3 separate regions of the Mus musculus genome follow, and all the other regions are linked to region 3. The links are chromatin contacts, called in public HiChIP or PLAC-seq and promoter capture Hi-C maps. All regions are on one chromosome and are shown on one strand. The core of a region is the stretch at or near the end of the contact, and the rest is flanking DNA. Distances in the headings are between cores, read along the strand shown. Region 1 holds the start of Lima1 (LIM domain and actin binding 1). Region 2 overlaps Atf1 (activating transcription factor 1). Region 3 holds the start of Dip2b (disco interacting protein 2 homolog B).

Evidence for each region. HiChIP or PLAC-seq counts read pairs in DNA pulled down with a chosen protein or histone mark. Capture Hi-C pulls out chosen DNA fragments and counts their contacts.
Region 1: a promoter capture Hi-C map of adipose tissue shows a contact between it and region 3. The contact joins the promoter of Lima1 here to the promoter of Dip2b in region 3. A contact is called at or near these places in 2 of 39 promoter capture datasets (cranial neural crest and hippocampal neurons), 1 of 484 Hi-C or Micro-C datasets (embryonic stem cells), 1 of 115 datasets of contacts at active chromatin or transcription factors (pancreatic cancer cells) and 3 of 9 other capture datasets (adipose tissue, liver and pancreatic islet).
Region 2: a contact with region 3 is called in an H3K4me3 HiChIP or PLAC-seq map of embryonic stem cells, with 9 times the contacts expected there. The contact joins the enhancer-like site here to the promoter of Dip2b in region 3. A contact is called at or near these places in 20 of 39 promoter capture datasets (the 3T3-L1 cell line, 3T3-L1-derived adipocytes, the C10 cell line and 15 more), 2 of 15 datasets of contacts at CTCF or cohesin (large pre-B cells and pro-B cells), 17 of 484 Hi-C or Micro-C datasets (the N1E-115 cell line, Th1 cells, bone marrow-derived macrophages and 13 more), 28 of 115 datasets of contacts at active chromatin or transcription factors (the 230-238 cell line, the SCID.adh cell line, T-cell acute lymphoblastic leukemia and 18 more) and 4 of 9 other capture datasets (adipose tissue, embryonic stem cells, liver and 1 more).

What each region holds. Positions count from the first base shown.
Region 1 is chr15:99,873,779-99,877,755 of GRCm38.p6, forward strand. It overlaps Lima1 (LIM domain and actin binding 1), which reads right to left and starts at 1,678. Exons shown (of 11, transcript NM_001113545.1): 1 at 1,555-1,678.
Region 2 is chr15:100,247,280-100,251,531 of GRCm38.p6, forward strand. All of the region lies in intron 3 of Atf1 (activating transcription factor 1), which reads left to right. Among named protein-coding and RNA genes, the nearest start is that of Atf1, 22 kb to the left of the region's middle. Within about 2 kb of position 1,617, at least 25 of the 459 cell types and tissues checked have an H3K27ac peak or open chromatin away from gene starts, as enhancers often do. A contact at or near this core is called in acute myeloid leukemia, bone marrow-derived macrophages, embryonic stem cells and 2 more, where this site is marked.
Region 3 is chr15:100,035,821-100,040,021 of GRCm38.p6, forward strand. It overlaps Dip2b (disco interacting protein 2 homolog B), which reads left to right and starts at 2,844. Exons shown (of 38, transcript NM_001159361.2): 1 at 2,844-3,089. The coding sequence starts at 2,990.

The DNA.
Region 1 (3,977 bases), core at 428-2,927, 160 kb before region 3:
TCTCATCTGACCTACATTCAATGCACATGCCATGGCGCATGCGCACACGCGCGCATGCACACACTATAAATGTAAAAAAGCAAAAGAAGGAAAGAAAGAAAGAAAGAAAGAAAGTAAGGAAGAAAGAAAGAAAGGAAGGAAGAAGAAAAGAAAGAAAGAAAGAAAGAAAGAAAGAAAGAAAGAAAGAAAGAAAGGACGAACGAACTTCTCTGGGCTGGCAAGATGGCTCAGAAGATGAAAACCTTTGCTGCACAAGACTAAGGACCAGAGTTTGATCCTCAAATCCTAAGTTAGAGAGAACCAACTCCTATAAGCTGCCCTCTGACCTCCACAAGCCTACCATAGCACGATGGCTGGTATTCATGCACACACATCACACAAATGGTAATTTTTAAAATATATATATATATATATATATATATATATATATATATATATATATATATATATATATATATATATATATATATATATATATATATATATATTGAAGGTCAGGGACAGTGGAGCACACCTTTAATCCTAACATTCAAGATGCAGAGGCAGCCATATTTCAGGCAGCCAAAGCTAGATAGCCAGCTCAAGGCTAGTCAGGGATTCTCTGAAGAAGCAGAAAGAGGAAGAGAAGAAGAAAAAGGAGGGAGAGGAGGAGGAGAAGACAACGACTGAGGAGGAGTTGTTCTTTCCTGCTAACTCTATAGCTTTTTGAAGGCTGTCTAAACATGATCACACTTGGTCGTCCATAGACTAACTGGACTAGGTATTTGTACCAGTAACTATGTAGATACAAAGTAGCCCACTCACCCACTTCCGTGCCAAGGATGATCTGCCCTCCAAAGGTCAACGTCTTAAAAACATAACCTCACAGTCTTCGGCTAACTTGCAAAGTCAACAGAACCATTTGGATTAGGCAGATTTTTGAGAGCTGGAATTAGTTGCAAGACAATAGCAGATCAGTATCTCTCACCAGGATCAGCTAAACTCATTGTTGTGAGCACCAATAAGAAGGCTAGGACGGGTGCCAGATGGTTCGCTCCTAGCACCCACGACTTCGAGCTCCAGTGTGTGTGGCCAGGGGTGTACAGTTACCTAATATTAACACCTACGGATGCGAGTGAGCAGTGGATCCCAGCTCAAGTACACCATAGCGATTTGGGAAGGACACAGCAAGTAGGAACTGTTCGGAAGGATGTTAAGTCTTAACCAGAGTTCATCTGGAGGAATGGACGGGAGAAAAATTGGAAAAGGAACGGCCGCGTGGAAGAAGGAAAGAGTGGCAGGATTACCTCCCTAAGAGGGTGTTTTAACTTTTGATGAAATGCCACTTTCCCTCCATCCCGTGCGAGACCAGGGGCCCAGGCAGCGAAGTCTCAGTCCCTTGGACTTCCCAGAAGGGAGGGCGGAGCATGGGAGGCTCCTCCAACGTGGACCCCAAGGGGTGAGCCTCCTGCTCCTGCTACCCACCGCCTCAAAATACGCGGGGAGAGTGCGGGGCTCAGCAGGGTCTCCGCGCGCATGCAGGCTGCGGAGGGCGAGGCGAGAGGAAGCGCTTACCTGACTAGAAAGCCGTCGGGGCTCGGCGCTGCACGGCCACGGTCCTGCGCTCTGTCTGCCCAGCGCACCTGTCGCAACTGGGCTGCAGCACCTTCAGCTCCGCGGCCCCGCCCCGGCCCCGCTCAGAGCCCCGCCCCCTGCCGCGGAGGCGCGCCCGTCTCCCGCCTCCCGCGCGGCCTTGGAGCGAACGTGCTCGCTCCCGGCGGCGTGTTCAACTCGTGACCGGAGCGTCGCCCTAGTAGCGGTGGTGTTGCAGGAGGCGTGGCTCCTGTGTCAGCCTCCAACTTGGTCGTGTCCCCTTTCTGGCTCACCCTATCTCTCTCTGACTAGAGATTGCAGCAGTTTGATCTGAGACTCACCCAGAAATCTGGTCTAAGTGCAACTTCAGGGAAGTTCCTGGTGCTGTCGGGGTAAGTTCTGTGGAAAGGTATTTTAAGAGAGGCCATGCCCTGTGCTGCAAAGAGCTGCCAAAGAGGCCTGGCTCAGACTACATTGGATCACTTCACCTCAGTGGACCTGAGTTTCCTCAGGAAAGGATAGGATTAGATAAGAGTAGGTGGTGTCCAAGTTCTCCAAGAGCTATGGGTTTTGTTTGTTTGGTTTTTGGTTTTTTGTTTTTTTCAACAACGGGTGGTTTTCCTTCATTTTCTTTTGAGACAGAGGAGGGTCATCACATGTAGCTGAGATTAGCCTGGAACTCACAGTGTAGCTGAAGTGATCTTTGAGCTGTTGGCTCACAAAACTGCCCGTAACTCCAGCACCTGGGGAACCTGATACCATTTTCTGGCGTCCGTGAGGAACTGCACACACATCACACACTCACACACATATACATACTAATAAGATTAAATAAAAGTCTTTTTTAAAAGAGGCTCTAAGAGAAGGGTAGTAGCACACACCCTAGAGTGGGCTTGCACTTCTCAACAGTGTCTGCAAGACCTGTTTCTGTTTCTGCACTAGGAATGTGAGGGTCTGAATAGATCATGAGGAGACATAGCATGTGGCCATCCAGCCCTCAGATTCTTGGCTCCACCACCATTCCTCTCTGCACGAAGCCTTTTGATAGTATCCTTTCCTGAGGTCTAGTGACATACCAAACGAAAGGAATTCTGAGGCTTTTCATGTGAGTGTTGATTAGTATCATAAGGGCCAGTGGTAGAAAGATTTGTTCAACTCCTAAAGCAGTCACTGGCAAAGGGCACAGGACATGTGGCCTTTATCCTGGCAACTGAGGTAGGATGGTTGCCTTGAGTCCCTGGATGTCCAGTGTTACAGAGTGAGAATAACCCAAAAGGAACAAAACAAGAAACCTACAAAAAGCTGTTGATGAACAAGTTTTAAGGAATTGAGCCATTCACCAAGGATAGAATATCATTCAAAAATCTAACCTAGACTGATTTCTGGATAAATGTACTAAAGAAGCAAATTAACTTTATTCGAAGATTAAAAGGGTTTTGTTTTTGTTTTTGTTTTTTTAAACGGGAAATCAGCAAACTTCTCTAACAGCTTGGGAAAGGAGCTTCATAAGCCGAACAAGGAAGTAATGATATTGGCTTTGCTTTATTTGATACGGTCACATGGCAGCTCCCTAGTTATATAACCAATTGACTGGTTGGCTATCTGTGAATGGCTGTCTCGATTCAGAATTAATCAGTTAGAAGGACTTTCTGGTACAAAAATAACCTTAGGCTAATGGCCTGCTTATTTTGTGTTAACACCATTAAACATGAATAATCCAAGGCCTGAGAACTGGTCACCACCCACAATGGGCCCTCGTACCCTTGATCACTGATTGAGAAAATGCCTTATAGCTGGATCTCATGGAGGCCTTTCCTCAAGGGAGGCTCCTTTCTCTGTGATAACTTCAGCTGTGTCAAGTTGACACACAAAACCAGCTGGGACAGGAGAATGTTAAAGAGGATGTGTTACCAATATGGGACCGGACTTCAACAAACTCACTCTGTTGTATACGGAATCCCCTCAATAGAAAACACAGGACCGAGCCAATTAGGAGTCCATTCTCCACAACAACAGCAACAGCAGCAACAACAACAACAAAAATGTGTAGCCTGGGGGCTGGTGAGATGGCTCAGTGGGTAAGAGCACCCGACTGCTCTTCCGAAGGTCAGGAGTTCAAATCCCAGCAACCACATGGTGGCTCACAACCATCCGTAACGAGATCTGACTTCTTCTTCTGGAGTGTCTGAAGACAGCTACAGTGTACTTACATATAATAAATAAATAAATCTAAAAAAAAAAAAAATGTGTAGCCTGTGTTGGGGTTTTGGCTCTAAATCTTGTTTCAGCCGCTTTCCTACTAGACCACTAACTTAACTCCCAAAGGGCCTTTTTGAAAGTATAGGTGGTAGAACACCACAGGGGGCTTGTATTTGCAAGTGCTAATGATAAACTATCAGGATTTC
Region 2 (4,252 bases), core at 367-2,866, 210 kb after region 3:
GGTAACCCAATCTCTGGGCGCAACAACTAGAATCCTAATCTTGCAAGCCATATAAAATCTAAATCCTCCTGTGGCGAATCCTGGCAGATCCACTGTTGAAACCAGGAGACACTAAGCAGCTACATCTTGTCCTTAAGATATTCCTGTCCAAAATGACCCTAACTCTTTTCCTACGTCCAACCCGGAAGTCCCGCCTTCTCACCCAGTGATTGATTCCTTTATTCATTAGGGAATGGTTCACTAGGAGTCACCTGAGTCTGACTCATTCTTCAGTCCAGACAGACAGCCCCGCTAGGAAAGTAGAATTAACAGAAAAATCCAACAGCACAAAGTAGCAAAAACCCCAGCCGCAGAAGTCTGTCAGTTAAAGACGATATGGAGCTAGGTACTCGGAATTTTGATTGAATCAACAGTGGACAGGTGTGTTGTTATCTTTGTGTAGTTTTGAAAGGGTTTGTTTTCTATAGTTTTGATTGTGTGCATGTGTTAGGGTGTGTGCATGAGTACAGTGCCCACAGAGGCTGGAAGAGGCTTACATGCCCTGGAGCTGGTGCTTATGAGTTGCCCGACAAGGGCACTGAAAAACAAACGCAGGTCCTCTGCAAAAGTGATCTTAACCACTGGGCCATCCCTAGGCTGCAATAACTGCCATCTTTAATGCCATTTTAAATAGGAAAGATTGATTTGGTTCCATTTGACTGGTTTGGCTCCATTGGTTTTGTGCCTGTGTAAAGTCTATGTTCATCGGGAGCGTGTTGTAGGATGAGACCCTCATAGTACACAACATAGCAAAGGGGCTGCATCCTAGCGCTCTGCCTACGGGCCTTCCCCAGTTCCTTCATTCCCTGCTCTGGGCTCCAAAGCACAAGTTTACAATGGAACCTGATGTAATTAACACACGGTGCTTCAGAGGATATCACCCTTTTGTTTTAACAAATCAACAATTGTGTGTGGGGAACCCTAAAGAATTCAACTGAAAGCTAAAAAAGCTAAAAGAAATAATGTATTAGCAGACAGCAACAGATGTAGTATAAGCTCCCTAAAGAACCCAGATCATGAAATTAGCAGGGACTCTATGTCTGGTTTAAATCAGGAAAGATACAGAGACCCTACCACTGGAACAGAAGACTGGGAGGACTTTGAAAATGAACAAACCTAGAAAGATAGGTAGGTCCTTTACAACAGTTTAGATGTGATTGAAGAATGGGGGAATCAGAGAATCCAAGTAAACTACCCAGGATGAGCACAAAGGTAAATAGGAGGAAGGAGAGGATGGGAGGCGTGCGTCTATGCGTCTACATGAGCTACATCTTGTCCACTGGCCAGCACACTAGGCGGCTGTTGCTGAGCTAGCTGTGCTCCCAGCCCAGATAAGTGTTAGATTTTAAAAAGCTTCCAAAAGTGAGAAAGTATTTAGAAAGGAATGACTGTTAAGCTAACAACAGATGTTTTGAACAGTACCATTAGACATTAATGGACTGAGATCTACCTTTCAGCCTAGAATTCTGTACTTAGGAATGTACCCCAGTTGTGGTTTGAATATGCATGGCCCTGGGAGCTACACTATTAGCATGTGTGGCCTTGTTTGTGTAGGTGTGGCCTTGATGGAGGAAGTCTGTCACTGTGGGATGGGCTTTGAGACCTTCCTCTTAGCTTCCTGGAAGTCAGTCTTCCAGCTACCTTCGGAACAAGGGCTCTTAGCCCCTCTAGAGCCATAATAATGGATTAAATTTCTGTACCTGTAAAGCCAACCCCAATTTAATGTTGTTCTTACAAGAGTTGCCTTGGTCATGGTGTCTTCACGACAGCGAAACCCTAACTAGGATACCAGTGGTTAATGTCATTACTAAGACTTGCCTAGCATGTGCAAGACCTGGGGTTTGGTGTCCCTGTGCTTCCCCAAAAGATGAGTGTTTACTTGTTACTGTCGGCTTCTTACAACAATAACAACGACTCATTTGGTGGCTTGATAACAAAATAGGGAACTGGGGACATATGTCAACGTAGAGCATTTATCTGTATGTACCAAGGCCCTGGGTTTGATCCCCAGTGCCACAGAAGGGAAAGAAATAAGAGAACCTAGCACAGGGAATGACAGCACCCAAGTGTAGGACAGGAGTTAATCTGAAGTAGTATGTTGTACCATTACCATCTATTGATTCCTGGTATGAAGCGAGCGCATAGATATTCTATGTTCTGATGTTTATACTCTGAGTGTTTAATAGTTTGACATTGAGAATGGAATGAGCACTGCATTCTGGGATATGGCATGCATGTGACTGTCAGAGGACACCTGCAGGCTGACGGTTCTCCATTAACCATGTGGATTCCTGGTTTAGACTCCAGTCGTCAGGCTTGGCAACCCGGGCCATCCAGCCACCCTGGCCTTGAACTCTGAGAAGTGTGGCTTCTCTTCCATGATGGCTATAGTATTGGAAGTTGGAAAGGCCCTTTGTTCTTTGAGTGAAAGACCCTTGAGAACAGCCATCTTTCCTGCCGAGGAAGGACACTTTATAGCTGTCCAAGGGCCTTGCACCTCCGGAGGTGCTCCGGTCTGTTCCTCTTCAGTGTGTGACTGACATAAAATGTAGCTAGCCTCAAGAATATCATAATGATAAGCGCTAAACAAAAGGACTCCCCAACCCCCAAGGCTTAACGGTATGGCTTGGGGCTCTATAGATACCTGTGCTACTTATTTTTGGTTTTTTGAAACAGGGTTTCACTGTGTATCTCTGATTGGCATGGAACTTCACAGATCCGCCTGTCTCTGCCTCTGGGATTAAGGGTGTGCACCACCAAGTGCAGGTTGATTATTGTAAACATCTCAAACAGTCAACAGATACTAAACTCCATGTCCCAATGTTATGTGTGTTTGTGGTCTCTCTTTCTATACAAAAACAAGCAAAAAAAGGAAGTTATGTGGAGGTTGTGTGCACGCCTTTAATGTCAGAGAGAGAGATCCATGAGCGGCCTGTTCTGAGTGGAGTGCAGTTGATACACAGTGGGTCTCCCTTTCCCAGCATTGCTGCACAGAGCGTCATGGTTGGGAGTCTGTCCTCTTCCCCTTCTGAGTTGAGATTTTTGCTGGTTTGGATTGTGCTGGTCTTGTGCACACTGTCGCCATTCGTTCATGTGAGCATCGGTCCTGCTGTGTCTGAAGACAGTTTCCATGGAGTTACACTACCTCCTCCTCCTCTTCCATGGGTCTCTGGGCTTTGAGGAGAGGGGTTTGATGACGTCCCATTTAGGGCTGAGTGCTTAAGTTTTACAAAGTCTCTGCACACTGTCTCGAAGCTGTGGGTCTCTGAGAATCCCCGCCTCATGTGGAAAGCAGCTTCTACAGTGAAGGTTGAGGGATGCACTGATCTGAGTCTAGCCTACTGTGCCCATGGAGGCCCTGGAGAGATTGGTTCTGCAGACGTCACAAAGGAATGGAGATGGGCTGGAAGGAAAAGCTGAAAGGGGCAGCTGGAAGCTAGCCTGACATTTTTTAGTCCAGTGAGACAGTAGGTGAAGACCACAGTGTGGTGAAGAAAGAACGGCCATAATCCCACACTGTGGAAACTGAGGCAGAGGGTTGCTGGAACAAGAGTGGTTATTTGGGTCACAACACCTGGTAGTGCCCAGCCTTTCTCTGTGGAATGGTATGAGGTCTCATGAGAGCCACAGCTCTCTTAGGGCCAGTCCTCTTTCTGGGTGATCTCCTTCCTGCACCTTGTTCACCTGAGCAGTTCTCCAGGAATCCCTGCAACCGGGCTGTCTTTATATCAGGCTCTTGTTTCCAAGACAATATGGGGTGGGGGTATAGGAAGGTTTCCTTACAGTCTCTCCTGTTGGAGTTTTTACAGGCAGCTGGGTTTTTTTGTTTTGTTTTGTTTTGTTTTTGTTTTTTGACAAACACTGGATTCTCTAAGGGACATTACTCTTAGACAAGTGGGTTCCATGTCCTTATAAGTAGATCTGGGCTAAGACTGGTTTAGTACAGTTGTACATTTCTGCCATCACGTCTATGTCTGTTCCAACCCCCATAGATCACAGAACAGCTGTAACTTAGATCCTCTCTTCATTTCTCCATGAACTGCCTGACTCCCACTTCTCTCAGTGGGCTGGCCCTTGCCGTGTCAACCAGTAGCAGAATGCTTCAGCAACAGTTGAGGCACAATTGCTTCCATGTTGTGAATGCTTTTCTGGCTGCAGCCACGAGTATAAAGATGAGTTAAGATCTGTCTCATCCAACAGCCTTAGATTAAAT
Region 3 (4,201 bases), core at 1,594-4,093:
AGGCCAGAAGAGGGCCTTAGAGCTCTTAGAACCGGATTGTGGAGGGTTGTGAGAAACCGTGTGGTTGCTAGAAACTACACCTGAGTCCTCTGGAAGTCAAAAGATGCTCTTAATCATTGAGCTAGCCCATTTCTTTCTTTCTTTTTTTTTTTTTTAAGATTTATTTATTTATTATATGTAGGTACACTGTAGCTGTCTTCAGACACTCCAGAAGAGGGAGTCAGATCTCCTTACAGATGGTTGTGAGCCACCATGTGGTTGCTGGGATTTGAACTCCGGACCTTCGGAAGAGCAGTCAGGTGCTCTTACCCACTGAGCCATCTCACCAGCCCGAGCTAGCTCATTTCTTAACAGTGGTTTTTAAATATATATATATATTTATTTATTTAATGTGTGTACACGTGTGTGTGTGTGTGCGTGTGTGTGTGGAGGTCAGAAGTTCATTTTTGGGTGTCAGTCTTTTCTTTCTACCATGTGGATTCCAGGCACTGAACACAGGCTGTCCGTCAGACTAGAAACCCACTGAGCCATCTTGCTGTTTGGATCTCATTTCTTGATGGAAGGTGTCATGAATTAATAGTCTTTTTTTCATTAGTATTTTTAAAGATGTATTTATTTTATTTATATGCATGCACTGTAGCTGTCTTCAGACACACCACAAGAGGGCATAGGATCCTATTACAGATGGTTGTGAGCCACCATGTGGTTGCTGGGGATTGAACTCAGGACCTCTGGAAGAACAGCCAGTGCTCTTAACTGCGGAGCCATCTCTCCAGCCCCCAAATCATTAAGTAGTCTTAAACTAAACCGAGATGAGACAACTCCAGAGTAAGAGTACTTCCTCAAGGCCTCACTACAGATTCCTGCAAGTTCTTCTCTGATTTCCACATGGGCATTCTCTCTCTCTCTCTCTCTCTCACACACACACACACACACACCCATACACTAAATAAATTCATACATAAATAATACTAGGTGCAATTGAACAAATTGGTGGATCTTGGGGCTTCCGGAATGTCATGGAGTCAAGAACTTTACATGGGATTACATCCGTAGCACTCATTAGCTCAGTTCAGAGGTAATCTCAACGTCTTGCCCCTAAGCAGCTTTGAGCTCACGCTTCTTTCCCTCCCTCCCTCCTTCTTTCCTTTATGGTGGCTTTGAGATAACATCTCTCTATGAGTCCTGGCCCGCCTAGAACTCGAGACAGAGCAGACTGATTTTGAATTTAGCTCCTCAGTTTATGTAATGTTGGGGATTGACTCCTGGGCTCCCTGCTTCTAACATCCCCAGCTTCCATTTTGGAGCACCTTGGAAAGAAAGAGACACTAGGATCCCCTCAGGCTGTGTGTGCCACCCCCCCCCCCCCCATGCACACAGTGGGGAAAAAAATCATAAATCAGTTGTCTCCCTGTGACAAAATTTCAATACTAAACACAAAAGTTACAATGTAAAATAAAGATCTTAATAGTTTTTGGTAAGAATACAGGAATGTAAAATTTGAAATGTAAATAAAGAAAATAATAATAATAAAAGAGGGGAAAAAGAATACAGGGATTTTTTTTTTTTGGCCTTCCTTATATATACTAAACTAGAATGAGTACTTTTGGACTACATATAGGTTACATACTGAGGTGGCTAAAAAAAAAAAAAAAAAAGCTATCCCCAACTCCCCATCAAGCTAGGGCACGTCTTTGATTCCAACACTCAGCAAGGAGGCAGATGAAAGTGGATCTTTGTCCTTTGTCGGTTGAGTAGAGAGTTCCAGGTCAGGCAAGACTGCATAAAGAGATGTCTTTCTTTCTTTCTTTCTTTCTTCTTCTTCTTCTTCTTCTTCTTCTTCTTCTTCTTCTTCTTCTTCTTCTTCTTCTTCTTCTTCTTCTTCTTCTTCTTCCTCCTCCTCCTCCTCCTCCTCCTCCTCCTCTTCTTCCCCTTCCCCTTCCTCTTCCCCTTCCTCTTCCTCTTCCTCTTCCTCTCCTCCCCCTCCCCTCTCCGTTCCTCGCTCCTCCAGACAGGGTCTTAACTGTGTAGCCCTGGCTGAATAGGAATTCACTATGTAGACCAGGCTGGCCTCAAACTCAGAGATTAGCCTGCTTCTGCCTCTTGTGTGCTGGGATAAAAGGCGTGCACCATTATACCGAATGCGGTGTATGTAGCCGTGTGTGTAGAGGTCTGCAGAGGTCCTCAAGCTGGCATTAGACGCCCAGTGCTGAGAACTGAGCTTAGGCCTTCTGCAGAAGCAGCCAGCGATTGTAACAATGAAACCATGTCCCCAACCCCTATTCCCACAGAAGTTCTTTTTATAAGTCTTTAGGAGTCAAGGCAAGATGAAGCAAGTTCGACTGTGATCTTTTTTCTTGTGTTTTGAGACAGGTCTCATGTAGCCCAGGCTGGCTCTCACTGAGGAGAGAATGACCTTGAACTTCAGATCCTCCGGTTTCCACCTCCTGAGTGCTGGGATTACAAGAAGCACCGAAAAAGAAATCAAAGAGTTGTTGGCAGGCATAATCCAGAATCTGGGGTAGATGAAGGATGTGGCCTGTAGGCAGGTCCATCAGGGAAAATGGGGGAAAAGACATGACAGATGCATGCTCTCCCGAGTGAGAGGGACTGGAAGAAGTAAGGGCAACGTCCCGGAGTCCTCTTGCTTGAGAGTTTGTGGAAGGTAGGCGTCATATGCAGCAGGTGCCGCATCTTCCCAAGGAGAGCAGAGCAGGCGACGGCAGCCTGCGCTCTCCAAGATCCGCGGTAGAGGGCGCTGTAGCCACGCCCGTCCTGCGTCTCCGGGGCGGGACGAGCTCCAGGCCGGGGGGCGGGGCCGCACGCTCACGTGACCCTCGCTCATGGCGGCGGCGGCGGCGGCGGCAGCGGCAGCGCCGGCGGCTCTCGGCGGCTGGAGCCGGATCCTGTAGCCGGGGTGTGGGCCCGCGTCAGTCCGTCCCTCCTTCGGCCCCCTCTCGTCTTCCGGAGTGTGGCTGGCGCAGCCGCGATGGCGGAGCGAGGCCTGGAGCCGTCGCCGGCCGCGGTGGCCGCGCTGCCCCCCGAGGTGCGGGCGCAGCTGGCTGAGCTGGAGCTGGAGCTGTCTGAGGGTAGGCGAGCGCGCGGCGGGCCGGGCGAGCGGGCGAGCGGGCGGCGGCCTGTGGGCGGCTGGGCTGGCGGGGCTCGCCGCTCCCCACCCGCGAAGCGCGGCTGGGCTTTCATTGTTGTCCCTGGGGGGCCCCGCAGGACCCGGGGACGGGTCAGCTGGAGACAAAGCTGCGCCCTCCGGCTGACACCTTGCCCCTCTGCTGCCTTGCTCCCGAAGGGCCGCTCGCCTGTCCCCTCGCTCCGGCTTCAGAACGAGGCGCAGGGGGACGCCGCAGCTGCACGTCTTCCTGCTTCTCTAACAATGCGAGGTGCCTCACCAGTGACAGGCGTGAGAAAGGAGCGGGGGAGCCATTGAGGGTCCGAGGGAGGTCGGAAGCGGTGGCGCTAACCCAGAGACCCCCCGATCCGCTGCCTCTAGACCGCCTCTGTCCTTGGGAGCAGCAGGCTTTTCTTGCCACCTGCATTCAGTCTAGGTTTTCCTATCTGGTCACCTTTTGGAGTCTTTGTAGAGGTGGCTACCGGGTACATGCAAATCCTGGCCGGCACCCTCTTTCTTTTGACAATGGATTGGTACAGGGAGGGTTGGGTTTGTGTAGATAATTTCAAACATGGACTAAATCTGGGCTCTGTTACAAGAGAAGTGCCTTGGATAACAATGAGGACCTCAATGCCGGCTGTGGGCATGTGGTCAGGCGAATGTGCTGTGGAGATCAGCTTCTCTGTAAAGTTCCTGTTTTTATCGCAGGCGGCCTCTGAACAAAAGCAGCATTTTCTCCGCGCTTGGTTTCCGTACACTTCGCTGATGTCTCCAGAGTTGCATATTGTTGAATTCCTTGCCAAAGACCCTCCCCAGTATTTTTCAAGTTCACTAAAAACTGTTGATTGGAAAAGAGTAAGGAATGTGATCAAGTTCCCAGGAGCGTTCTAGTTCCGACTTTTTGTTAACTTGTCACGACACTGGGCTTTTTCAAACCTTTTTGAGAATCACTTATAGTGAAAAGCCAGAAGTGCGTTTGAGTGTCACAGATCTTACTCGATTGAAGGAAATAATTAATTTTAATAACCCTTTAAGGCTTTCCCAATGTGTAGGGTGGTGATCTTTTCACCTGCATGC